Regions from separate parts of the Rattus norvegicus genome. Here regions 1 and 3 are each linked to region 2. Evidence: chromatin contacts called from public Hi-C data. All regions are on one chromosome and are shown on one strand. Each heading gives the region's core, a stretch centred on a gene start, on an enhancer-like site or on the middle of the called end of the contact. The rest is flanking DNA. Distances are from core to core; before and after follow the strand shown. Region 1 overlaps Cdkl1 (cyclin dependent kinase like 1). Region 2 holds the start of Map4k5 (mitogen-activated protein kinase kinase kinase kinase 5). Region 3 holds the start of Dmac2l (distal membrane arm assembly component 2 like).

Region 1 (3,449 bases), core at 877-3,376, 150 kb before region 2:
ACTGAATAATACTGGAGCTGTTATTTAACCTGCTGTCAGGTCTCTGGTAGAAACTATATGAATTTAGGAAGCCTTAATTTGCCTTAGGGCAGCCAAGAATATTGAACAGATGATAGGATTTAGTGAACCACATAGCAGCAAGTGATGCCATGAAGTTGATCGAGGAACGAGAGTACAGAAGAAGCATTCCGAAGGTACAGTGAAACAGAGCCTTGAAATCCATGGCTAAGAACTCCTGTGAGCCAGCAGCACATTGGCCAGAAGTGTTCGTAGAAACTGACCTGGGGCTTAACACAGCCCCTGTCCAGGGACAGGGGAGAAAAACTTTTCTATGAGGAGTAGTAAACCAAATCACAGGTTTTTTAATTTTAAGTCTCGCTGATTAAAACTAAGAATCCTTGGCAATATTTTTTAACCACTTTCTTATTGGTTGTTCCACACGTGCGTGCACACACACACATATACACGTCCAAGTGTGTGCTCACAGACGTATACACATGTACTAAGATACTTCAACATCAGTTAACTTATACATTTCCTGATTGAAGTCAAAGTTCAGAAGCAGCCATGTCTACACCCAGATCATCGCGTGAGTTTTCCTTACATGGTCTCAGGTCTGAGGCTGAGCTGAAGGCTGAAGTGGTCACTGCTGTCAGGCTAACAGGTCCATTCTGCACATTCTGTGAGGCCTGTGGGGCTTGTTCTCTCCTTTCCTGACGCATCCTTTCTTCGAGTACAGATAAAGTATCTTATTAGTTATAAAAGCATAAAAACTGCTAAGTTTTAAGGTAATCTGTATGATTCTAGATATGTGGATCAACTTAGATAATTCTAAAAAAAAATTCTTAAACCATAAAAATTAAGAAAGACCAAACAAGAAATAGAATCACAAACATTTTGATTTCAGGGACTAAAATCATACTTAAATATGATTTGAAAACAACATAGGAGATAGGACTCGAGGCAGCACATCTAAAGAAATGTATAAGGACATTTCTTTCTTTCTTTCTTTCTTTCTTTCTTTCTTTCTTTCTTTCTTTCTTTCTTTCTTTTTTTTTTTTTTTTTCCGGAGCTGGGGATTGAACCCAGGGCCTTGTGCTTGCTAGGTAAGCGCTCTACCACTGAGCCAAATCCCCAACCCTGGACATTTCTTTTTTTCTTTTTTTTTTTTCTTTTTTTTCCTGGAGCTGGGGACTGAACCCAGGGCCTTGTGCTTCCTAGGCAAGCGCTCTACCACTGAGCTAAATCCCCAACCCCAGGACATTTCTCTTTTTTTGGTTCTTTTTTTGGGAGCTGGGGACCGAACCCAGGGCCTTGCGCTTCCTAGGCAAGCGCTCTACCACTGAGCTAAATCCCCAACCCAGGACATTTCTTGATGTACTCTCTGCGTGTGGCAGAGAGCAAACTGCAGCCCAGGTCTTCTGACATTATCTAATGTTGCAGCTGCGGGCTTAGGTACAGTTTATATTCTGTCCATAAGCTCTGCTGCTTAGAAAAGGAAGATGCAGAGATGTCCCAAGCTCCTGCTCTCTTCTCTGGACATCTCCACCAAGCATGGAAGTCTGGATCCGGAATTTCCCTCATATCCTGGCAAATAACCTCCAGCTTCCTGTTCGTGTTTTCTCCTGATGTGTGGTCAAGACAGGAGTCAAATGTATACATTTCTGCAAATTATTGATCAATTCTTCATTACTCTGCCAGCTCCTTAAATATTTGGAAAGTGGTAGTTAAAGTTCCTGGTACCACAGTGGTACTTCTTCCTGTCCAGAGCGGGGAGGACGCTGCTGCTGGTTAGCTGAGGCAGGTGCTGCAACTGCACACACAGACACAAGATCAGGTTCAAACCTCAGTCAGGCCTTCATTATCACTTAGAATGACTGCATCACAAAACAAAATATAATGTTGGTGATAAATGTTTCCCATCTAAATCCAGAACATGAGAGAGGGAGAAATGTTTCCGTTTGGTTTCTATCTTTTAAAAGTGTGTTTTATTTTTAAAAAAAACAATCCAAGCCAGGTATGGTGGCACTCCAGGAGCAAAAGCAGTAAGATCTCAATGGAAGCAGCCTGGGCCACATAGTGAGGCCTGCCTCAGAGCAAAGCAAAGAAAAGCACAACCAGTGCCTTGGATTAATTAATAACCTGCTTGCTTATGTGTGGGAGACCTTAAATCCCCAACCCTCGCCTCAGAAGAAAAACACGTGTGTGTGTGTGTGTGTGTGTGTGTGTGTGAGAGAGAGAGAGAGAGAGAGAGAGAGAGAGAGAGAAACAGAGACAGAGAGACAGAGACAGAAAATGAGAATTTAAAGACTTCCTTCAAGCTTCCAGAAAAACAATTGTCAAGGTCAAATAAAAACAAGAACAGGCTTATTACTTTTTGACTTGTACCATGGGGCCTAAGGAATTTGGAAAAAAGATAGTCTTTAGTTCTTTTAAGTCTACCAATCCTTCAGGATTCCAACACAGCAAACAGTGAGGTTCTTTATTCTTTCCAGTAGAAATGTTTGCAGCTGGTCTCTTTGTTCCTGAGCACGAAGTAGCACAGCAATGGGAAAAGAGTGAGACTTCAGCCTGATTTACTCACTGGGTCTTAGATGTTAAGAGAATAAAAAACATCTCCCAGTTTTATAACCATGGTCCACCTCAGAGCCCTGACATTGAGGAAGCACTTATTCCTAATACCTTCTCCATCTCTCTCCTGCCTGGACCACCCATACACCATCCAGGTGTTTATTTGAGGAAGCTGGGGCTAGAGAGGAAAGATTAACTCTGGCAGTTTGAATGAGGATGACCCTCATAGGCTCATAGACTTTGAATGCTTGTTTTCTAGTTGGTAGAACTGTTTGGGAGGGTGAAGAGGTGTGACTTTGTTGGAGCAGGTATGTCACTGGGGGTGGGCTTTACTGTCTCAGAAGCACAAGCCAGTCTCTCTCTCTCTGCTTCCTGTGGATAAAACGTAAGCTCTCAGCTACTGCTCCACACCCTGCCTGCCTGCCTGCCTGCCTGCCGTACTCCCAACCATGATGGTTATGCACTCATCTCTGAAACTAAACAAGCCCCAGATTAAATGCTTTCTTTTGTAAATGGTCTTAGTCATTGCATCTCTTCAAAATGACAGAGGAGTAACTAAGACACAAAGGCAGGATAAACCAAAGCTTAAGTTTCTGCATGGATCCAAAAGTGATCAAGAACAGCCAACCCATCTTAGCTATGGTTCAACTAGAGTCTTGATTATTATTGCCATTTAGGGCTGTGTAACCACTACACCAGTCAGGACTCTTCACTGATCCAAGTACGCAGCGGGATCCTGTTCTGTGGTTAAAGGGGCCATCCTGCAGGCCCTTGTCACTGTGTTTGTCTTCACCAACTGACGATGCAGAAAGGAAACAGTTCCATTTGGGGAGAAACCTTCAGTGCTAACACTGGGGGTAACATGACAAAGGTCTACT
Region 2 (3,862 bases), core at 1,316-3,815:
GGAGAACAGGGAGGGAGGAGATCCCAGGTAATTAGAACACACCACACAGAAGAAAGGCTGTGGGACACAGAGGCTGGCTTAGCCCACAAGGAGTCCACATAATAAAGTGAGCTTGATTGTGAAAGGTAGGAGGTGAGGGTGGGCTGGGAAGCATTTAGCCTCTGACTTGTCTGTTGTGTTGTAGAAGTGTGAGCAGCAGGACGGGGAAGCACAGGTAAGAAGTGGGCAGTCGGGGCTGGGGATTTAGCTCAGTGGTAGAGCGCTTACCTAGGAAGCGCAAGGCCCTGGGTTCAGTCCCCAGCTCCGGGGGAAAAAAAAAAAAAAAGAAGCGGGCAGTCAGCTGTCCTTTTAACGTAAACATTGCTTTCCTAGGGAAGGATTCCTACTTCCAGGGAGCTGCTCTGGTTGTTACTCTGTGAAGAAAACCGTGGAGGTCTTGGCAACATCCTTGTGGGGGAAATATTCCCTTTAAATTTTCCTTAGTAGGGGGAAAAGGGGTAGGGTGGAACAAGAACTAGAATTTAGAGTATTGTATAATTACCATGAACGGAACTGAACTGGTCTAACTTACAGTGAATCATAAGACAAAGATGATTTAAAATGGGACCAAGAAGGCAAACAGGAGTTTCTTTTTTTAAAGAGCAAGCATTTCCTAAAATGGGTGATGAGCAAATAAACAAGTTTGTGCTAACGACCACTAATTTTATATTAGGAAGGGGATTCCCTTATAACTGAGTACTTTGCATCAAAGGCACTCAAGGCCAGAGTAAGGACCTTGCTCACTGTTGCACAGCTCTGTTTCTAGAACAGTGTCTGGTTGGGCCCAAGTGCCTGATCTTATGAGGTAAAAAGCCTACCCAGAGCCCTCCCCTCAGAATCAAACACCCCAAGGGACTACTACTAGCAAAAACTCACTCAAAAACAAGCAGAGAAAAGAGATGTTTTTCCTTGCATAGCACCTGTGCAAATCAACATACTTCAGTGGAATCAAGCGATTACTCATGAGACACTTAGGGCTCGATGCAGACTGCTGTTTGGAACGTACTGATACATAGGTCAAAATATCAAGCTGCTGCAAGAGGGAAATACGCTTTTTTCTTAATACCCATAAGGAACTGCACTAACTCTGCCCCTTTGGAACAAAGAACAAAAGCCACAAGGGAATATTGAACAGTGTCTTCCTCTGAACCCTTCAAAAACTTAGCCGATTTAAGAAATTGGTTTGCTTTGCTATGGCATTTTTTTAAATTGTTGTTTTTTTTGTTGTTGTTGTTGTGTAATGGCAGATTACATATTTATTATTTGTCTTAATATAAGAGACCAGTAAAAAGGATAGCAGCAATTATCCACTCATGATTATGGAATACTATAAATCCCAAAGAAAGGAATTTACTGGAGTCGGAAAACCCCATTAAGTCATACTCATTATTATCTTTTTTTTTTTTTTTCTTCGGAGCTGGGGACCGAACCCAGGGCCTTGCGTTTGCTAGGCAAGCGCTCTACCACTGAGCTAAATTCCCAACCCCTATACTCATTATTATCAACCAGATACAAATGCTTAAACTTCTGCCAGGTGAAAAACATCTTTCTTTGAATTTGTTTAAACTTAATTACACTTTGTTTATTTACTGGGGTTTTTTTTTTTGGGGGGAGGGGGGTGGAGGTCAGGCGACAACTTGCTTCCACCACCGGGAGAATCCGGGGACCGTTCTAGGGACCTAAGGCTTGGCTCTAAGGGCCTTTATATCCAGAGCCAGCTCACCGGGTCCTCAAAGACATCTTCCTACAGGCCGTCATGTTTACACACAAATCCTTTTACTCCAGAACCAGATTACTTAGAGTTACAATTTAGAGCTCGGTTCCACAGAGATTTTTAAAGTCAAGTTCACCCATAACAATAATTTAGAGTGCAAATGCCTAGATTTACAATATTCTTTCCTATCTACAGCCTTCCGCGGAGCATTTTTTTTTTTCTCCACGTTAACACCAGAACATCCTTCAGAGTAACTTCAATACCATAAGTACGCCTTAAAACCACAAAAAAGCTCAGCGGTGGTTTGGAAGGTGCGGTTAAGTCTGCCGGTCGGTAGCGTTAGAATCGATGGGGAACCCAGGGTGCTCGGAACGCAGCCGCGGGGTCCGGGCCACTTCCTGGCCGGACTCTGTGGTCCGGCGCATCCCGGGGACGCCCCAAGCTTGCAGGCCGGGCCTCACCTTGTACACGTCCCCGTAGGTGCCGCTGCCGACCCTCTGCACCAGTTCGTAGTCGTGCTGCGGGTTCCGTCTCAGGATGTCGGCGGCAGGCCTCAGAGGGGCCTCCATCTTCGCTGCGCCCAGCCCGGGGCTCTGCCTGTGGCACCCGTATCCCGCTAACGAGGGTGCGCGGCGCTTCCCAACATGGAGCCTCAGCCCGCAGCTGCGCCTGCACCGGCGAGAGCGAGCGCGGGGGCGTCACGGGGCGCGACCCCGGCAGCCTCCGGGCCTCCTTGGCCCCGCCAGGCCCCGCGCGGGCCGTACCGAAGAGGCTGTTCCTTCCTTGTTGAGCGCCGGGTCGGAGACCCGCGTCTTCTCCGAGACGGCCGTGCGCACAGTCGCTGCTGCCGCCGCACCACGTTCCCCACCCGCGGCTGCGTCACCGGGAGACACGTTCGCGGCCGGCGCGGATCGAGCCCGGCCCGCCCGAGAGCGCAGGCCGCGGGCCCAGAGTGCCGCCCTGAGGCCCGCCGAGTGCACGACACCCTCGCCGCCGCCGGCCCCGCCTCCTAGCTGCTTGCGGGGCGCCCAAGGCATTCGTGCGGCGTCTGACCCGCCCAGGCACGGCCAGGATTCGTCCAGTTGCCGGCAGGACTAGAGGAGGAGGGCCTGTGCGCAGGCCTCGGAAGCGGTGCCTCCTACTTCCATTCAGTCAAGGTAAACTGAGTCCGTCCGGGCAGGAGGTGGGGGAGTGCCGGGTTAACTAAACGCCGGCACACCCGACTGCACCGTCCTGTTCCACACACTGTTCCCGGTGGTACCAGTTCTGAGGCTGGACCGGGGTTTCCCGAGACATTTTTGAAAACCCCAATTCCTACGAAGTTCCTGTGGTTTCTGGGCATCGCCACAATATTGCATCTTTAATGGGACTAGGAGTTCTGGAGATGCTAAAGCCAAGCTAGGGACCTTTGCCTGAGTCTGGTTCCAAAGTAGGTGATCTGGGACAAAGCGTCCTTGGCAACATCTGAGTGTCCTTATCAGTCCCTGGAAGAGGGTAGGTTTTGCATTTGACACCCGAGATGTTTGTAAACCATTTTATAGCATTGTAAAGAGGATTATAAACTGTAAGATGCCTAACCATGCCCAGAATATTGGGCAGGAGTTGTGAGAAGTGATTTGGTTAATGTTTTGGTCTGTTTTGTGATTTGAGTCCCAATCTTGTTCTTAACGTAGAAATGAAGTCACCAATTTTATGTATATAGGTAAAGTTATTTCTAGAGTCCTGCAGAGATTTTCAGTAGAAAAACTAGATAAGGACTGGAAAGATGGCTCAGTGGTTAACAACACTGGCTGTTCCTCAGAGGACCTGGGTTGATTGCCAACACCTGCATGGCAGCTCACTTCTGTTAACTCTAAGCAGGGGTCCAGAGTGGGCTGGAGGAGGTCTAGCACTCTCTTCTAGCCTGTGTAGGCACCAGGTATGCATATGGTGTACAGACATACATGCAGCCAAAACACAAAGTTAAATAAAAATTTAGGAGAAATTGAAAAAATAGATAAAATTACAACAGAACAAATTTCAGGTGACACGTGACTCCAGACACAATCTAATTCTGTTTTGAGAAATATACTTCTTATAGCTAATAACTAAAGAATCCAAGTAACACCT
Region 3 (3,677 bases), core at 309-2,808, 170 kb before region 2:
CTGGGTTCGGTCCCCAGCTCTGAAAAAAAAAAGAAAAAAGAAAAAAAATTGGGATAGGAAAATGGTTAATTGGTAAAGTGCTTGGTGTACATACACATGAGGACCTGAGTTTGTATAGAAAGCACCTTTATGTAAAGGCATTGTTCAACCCATGTAACCTTGGGGTCAGGGCAGGGAGACAGGCAGATCCCTCGTGCTTGCTGACCAACCAATCACCTTAAGAGACCCTATCTCCCCTGGAGGCAGTGGTGATACACACCTTTAATCCCAGCAAGGTGGAGACAAGACACAGGAAAATCTTTGAGTTCAAGGCCAGCCTGGTTGACAAGACAGCCAGGATACAAAGAGAGGCCCTATGTGGAAAGACAGTCAGAAACAGGCATGAAGGGGAAGGGAAAAAGGGAGGAAGATGGAGAAGGGAGGGGAGGGGAGGGGAGGGGAGAGGAAGATTGGGAGAGGTGGGGTGGCATGTGCCTTTAATTCCAGCGCTTGGAAAGGAGGGGCAGGTTGATCGCTTGAGACATTGGAGTCTGCCTGATCTACAGGGCTAAATAGGGAAACCTAGTTTCAAAGGAAAACAAACCACTACCATTTAGCATGACCATTAGACTAAAATTTGATGTGGCTTAAACAAAAGCAAGGCGCCCCTCTCCAGAGTCTTTCCACACCTCTATCTGCCACTAAATCCATTCGCACAGCTCACCTTGCCTCAAACAATCAAAAACTTCCCCTGTAAAGCTTTCACACAGAAAACTGTATTTGCCAAGGCAGCCCACGGTGGTCAACTGAGTTGCTTCTCATGAGGACAACTCTAATGTGTGCAAGGAACTTGACCCACTGAAGCCAAGTTCTGGATTTTCCAAGCAACACGGGATGCTAGCTAAGAAACAGCATACTTATATTTGCAGTATGCTGGGTCTTTTTAACCTTAAAACCACCACCTAGCGGCCAGACTAGGATCCTATTCACCACTCACCCACAGTGGTTAAGAAATAGAGGAGATAGATATGTATTCGGAGCCAGATTGGCTCCTGACTTCCACTCAACACTGCCTTTCCTATGTCCCACAAACACTGTGGACGAACCCTGCAGGTCAGCAGCTTCTGGAATTCGAGGCTGGAGCACAGAATCAAGACTTCGTCGCTGTGGACAGAGACATCGAGGAGGGACACAGGTTCAGTTGGAGACACCTCTGAGGGGAGCAGCGAGTGCAGGCCGCCGCCTCTCACCTACCTGGTACTGGAGCTGCGACCACCCCTGCAGAGTAGCCCGAGCACCCCGGACACCGGCCCGCTAGCGCGGAGGAAGCCCCCAGCAACGCTGCACCCAATCCGTCCGCAGACACCTCCCACATAACGCAGAGTCGGCCACATGGTCTACACCGCCTCCTCTTCCTCAACCTTAGCAGTGGCAGCCTGAACGGACTCTAAGGGTGCAGCGCGCCGCTCTTCAGCCCCGCCCCCAAGCGAGAGCCAATGAAACAGTGCTTTGGCACAACGTGGGCGTGGCCTCCGCTGGCCAATGGGCGAGCGCGGTGGAGGGAAAAGGTAGAGGGCGACGGGCCGGCTCGACGCAGGGACGCCGCACGCCGTGAGTAGAGGAACGAGGGCGGAGGCAGGGACCGGGTGGTGGTTCCACTCTCCCGAGCCTCCGCCAGCACAGGCTTGACTGGACGCCGGCGCCGTTCCGCCACAGAAGGCCGGGCGTGGCGGGGTCACCTCTGGCTCCCGCGACCTCTCCTTCGGCCACGCCTCCTGGTCAGTTGGCAACGCTCTGGCCCGGGAGCCGGGGGCTAAGCCACCTCCTGCCGCTCCCTGTCACTACCGGACTGGTAGCCCGCAGGTTTCTGGGCTCTTCGTGGGTCTCCTGGTTAGTGTCGTTCATTTAACCACTGACTCAGCCTGTAAATATTAGGCCCTGAGCTAGGCGCTGGATGGAAGTAGACAGCTCGGTCCCGGTCATCATGGTCATCATTTAGTGGTTTGTTTGTTTGTTTGTTTTTGTTATTGACTTATGTATATGCCTATATGAGCTTATTGCAACAGCTGTGTGCAGGAGTTCGTAGAGACCAGGAAAGGGAGTAAGGGATCCTCTGGAACTGGAAGTTTTTGAGCAACTGTGAGCCGTATAGGTCCTCAGGTAAGAACAGTTAGCAGTCTTAACCATGGCACCATCTCTCTAGCCCCAAACTTTTATTTTCTTTCTTTTAAAAAATATATTAATTTACTTTACATCCCTGCCACAGTTATCCTTCCCTTCTCTCAGTCCTTTCTTTCACTCTCAACCCCACCCCGAACCCATCCACTAGTCTCTTAAGAATAGGGAGTCTTCCCATGGATATCAACCAGCCCTGGTATATGAAGTTGCACATATAAGACTAGGCACATTCTCTCCTACAGAAGCTAGACAAGGTGGGCCCAGAAGGAGGAAAGGGTCCCAGAGGCAGGCGACAGTGTCAGAGACAGATCCACTTGTCCCACTTGAAAACCAAGCAACACAAGTGTTACATACATGCAGAGGTCAGTCCCATGCTGGTTTCCTGGCCCAACCTTTCCCTAATCACTGGACTAAGTAAGATACGGTTTTAAATGTCCTTGCCTCAGGACAGCCACTCACAGAGCAAGGCACTTACTTGTGTTTCCTCTACTGTAAAAATGAGAGCTATGTTGTCACTTAAAAGGCCTTATAACTCTGAAGCTCTGATTCTTTGTCACCATACCAGTGCATTCTGTGCTTGATGGTAGTTCTTCATCTTTAGGGACAAACTGTTGCTGAAGGCCTTGCCGGTTTGAAGGTTGGTTCCAGCCAGTAGGTGGCTCAGGCTCATCTTCCCCCAGACACTCTTCTGTCTGGAGTGCCCTTGAGCAGATAATAGTGCCTATGAGAAGATTCGTCAGATGTGGAGCTCGGCAAACCATTAGCTTTTTATCATTTTCGATTGATTTATTTCATGAGCAGTACCAGATACTTTGTCTCATTGGCGGGGAAGAAACAGCATTCCCTGTTTATTCATTTCGTCACATAGAAATAGCATGGGTGGTTGTAGCTTAAATTCAGTGTAACTGTGGGCTCTCAAACAGTTCGCTTTTGATGTGGTAAATATCATGACCAAAAGCCACTCAGAAGGAAAGGGTTTGTTTCACTTACAGCTTGTAGTCCATTGTGAGGGGAAGTGGGAGCAGGGACTGAAGTAGAGGCCGTGGAGGAGTGCTGCTTACTGCTTGCCCAGTTTGTTTACTTGTCTACCTCAAGACCACTTGCCCAGGGATGGCACCACCCACAGTGAATCATCAACCAAGAAAGTGCCCCACAATCTTACCTGTCATATGGAAGAGTTTTCTCAATTAAAATTCCCTCTTCCTAGATGATTCTACCTACTGTCAATTTGACCAAAAACTAATACAGTTGACCTCTTGTCAACTCAACCCAAGCACATCACTGTTAAACCACAAACTCCCCTTTCTTGTCTCTTCCCAACATGCCATGTTACCATTAATATCACAATATGGAATATAGTATAACTTTTATGTATATGGGTGTTTTGCCTGCATATGTTTTTATGCCATGTTTGTGCCTGGTGCTAATAGAGGCCACAATAGGGCATTGGATCCCTTGGAACTGGAGTTTCAAGTGCTTATAAACTGCCATGTGGGTGCTAGGGATCGAACCTGAATCCT

What was found. Hi-C and Micro-C count contacts between places; a contact is called where the count stands out from the background.
Region 1: a Hi-C map of kidney shows a contact between it and region 2, with 5 times the contacts expected there. The contact joins the enhancer-like site here to the promoter of Map4k5 in region 2. A contact is called at or near these places in 9 of 12 Hi-C or Micro-C datasets (the A7r5 cell line, Schwann cells, frontal cortex and 4 more) and 1 of 1 datasets of contacts at active chromatin or transcription factors (oligodendrocytes).
Region 3: a contact with region 2 is called in a Hi-C map of prefrontal cortex, with 2.7 times the contacts expected there. The contact joins the promoter of Dmac2l here to the promoter of Map4k5 in region 2. A contact is called at or near these places in 9 of 12 Hi-C or Micro-C datasets (the A7r5 cell line, Schwann cells, frontal cortex and 4 more).

The regions. Positions count from the first base shown.
Region 1 is chr6:93,960,260-93,963,708 of GRCr8, forward strand. It overlaps Cdkl1 (cyclin dependent kinase like 1), which reads right to left. Exons shown (of 9, transcript NM_001025121.1): 9 at 1,030-1,813. The coding sequence ends at 1,706. Among named protein-coding and RNA genes, the nearest start is that of Dmac2l, 20 kb to the left of the region's middle. Within about 2 kb of position 2,127, at least 2 of the 93 cell types and tissues checked have an H3K27ac peak or open chromatin away from gene starts, as enhancers often do. A contact at or near this core is called in kidney, where this site is marked.
Region 2 is chr6:94,110,378-94,114,239 of GRCr8, forward strand. Map4k5 (mitogen-activated protein kinase kinase kinase kinase 5) reads right to left here and starts at 2,566. Exons shown (of 32, transcript NM_001192016.2): 1 at 2,215-2,566. The coding sequence starts at 2,322. Atl1 (atlastin GTPase 1) reads left to right here and starts at 2,847. Exons shown (of 15, transcript NM_001009831.2): 1 at 2,847-2,910.
Region 3 is chr6:93,940,140-93,943,816 of GRCr8, forward strand. It overlaps Dmac2l (distal membrane arm assembly component 2 like), which reads left to right and starts at 1,559. Exons shown (of 5, transcript NM_001007749.1): 1 at 1,559-1,869. It overlaps L2hgdh (L-2-hydroxyglutarate dehydrogenase), which reads right to left and starts at 1,395. Exons shown (of 10, transcript NM_001108028.1): 1 at 1,234-1,395. The coding sequence starts at 1,373.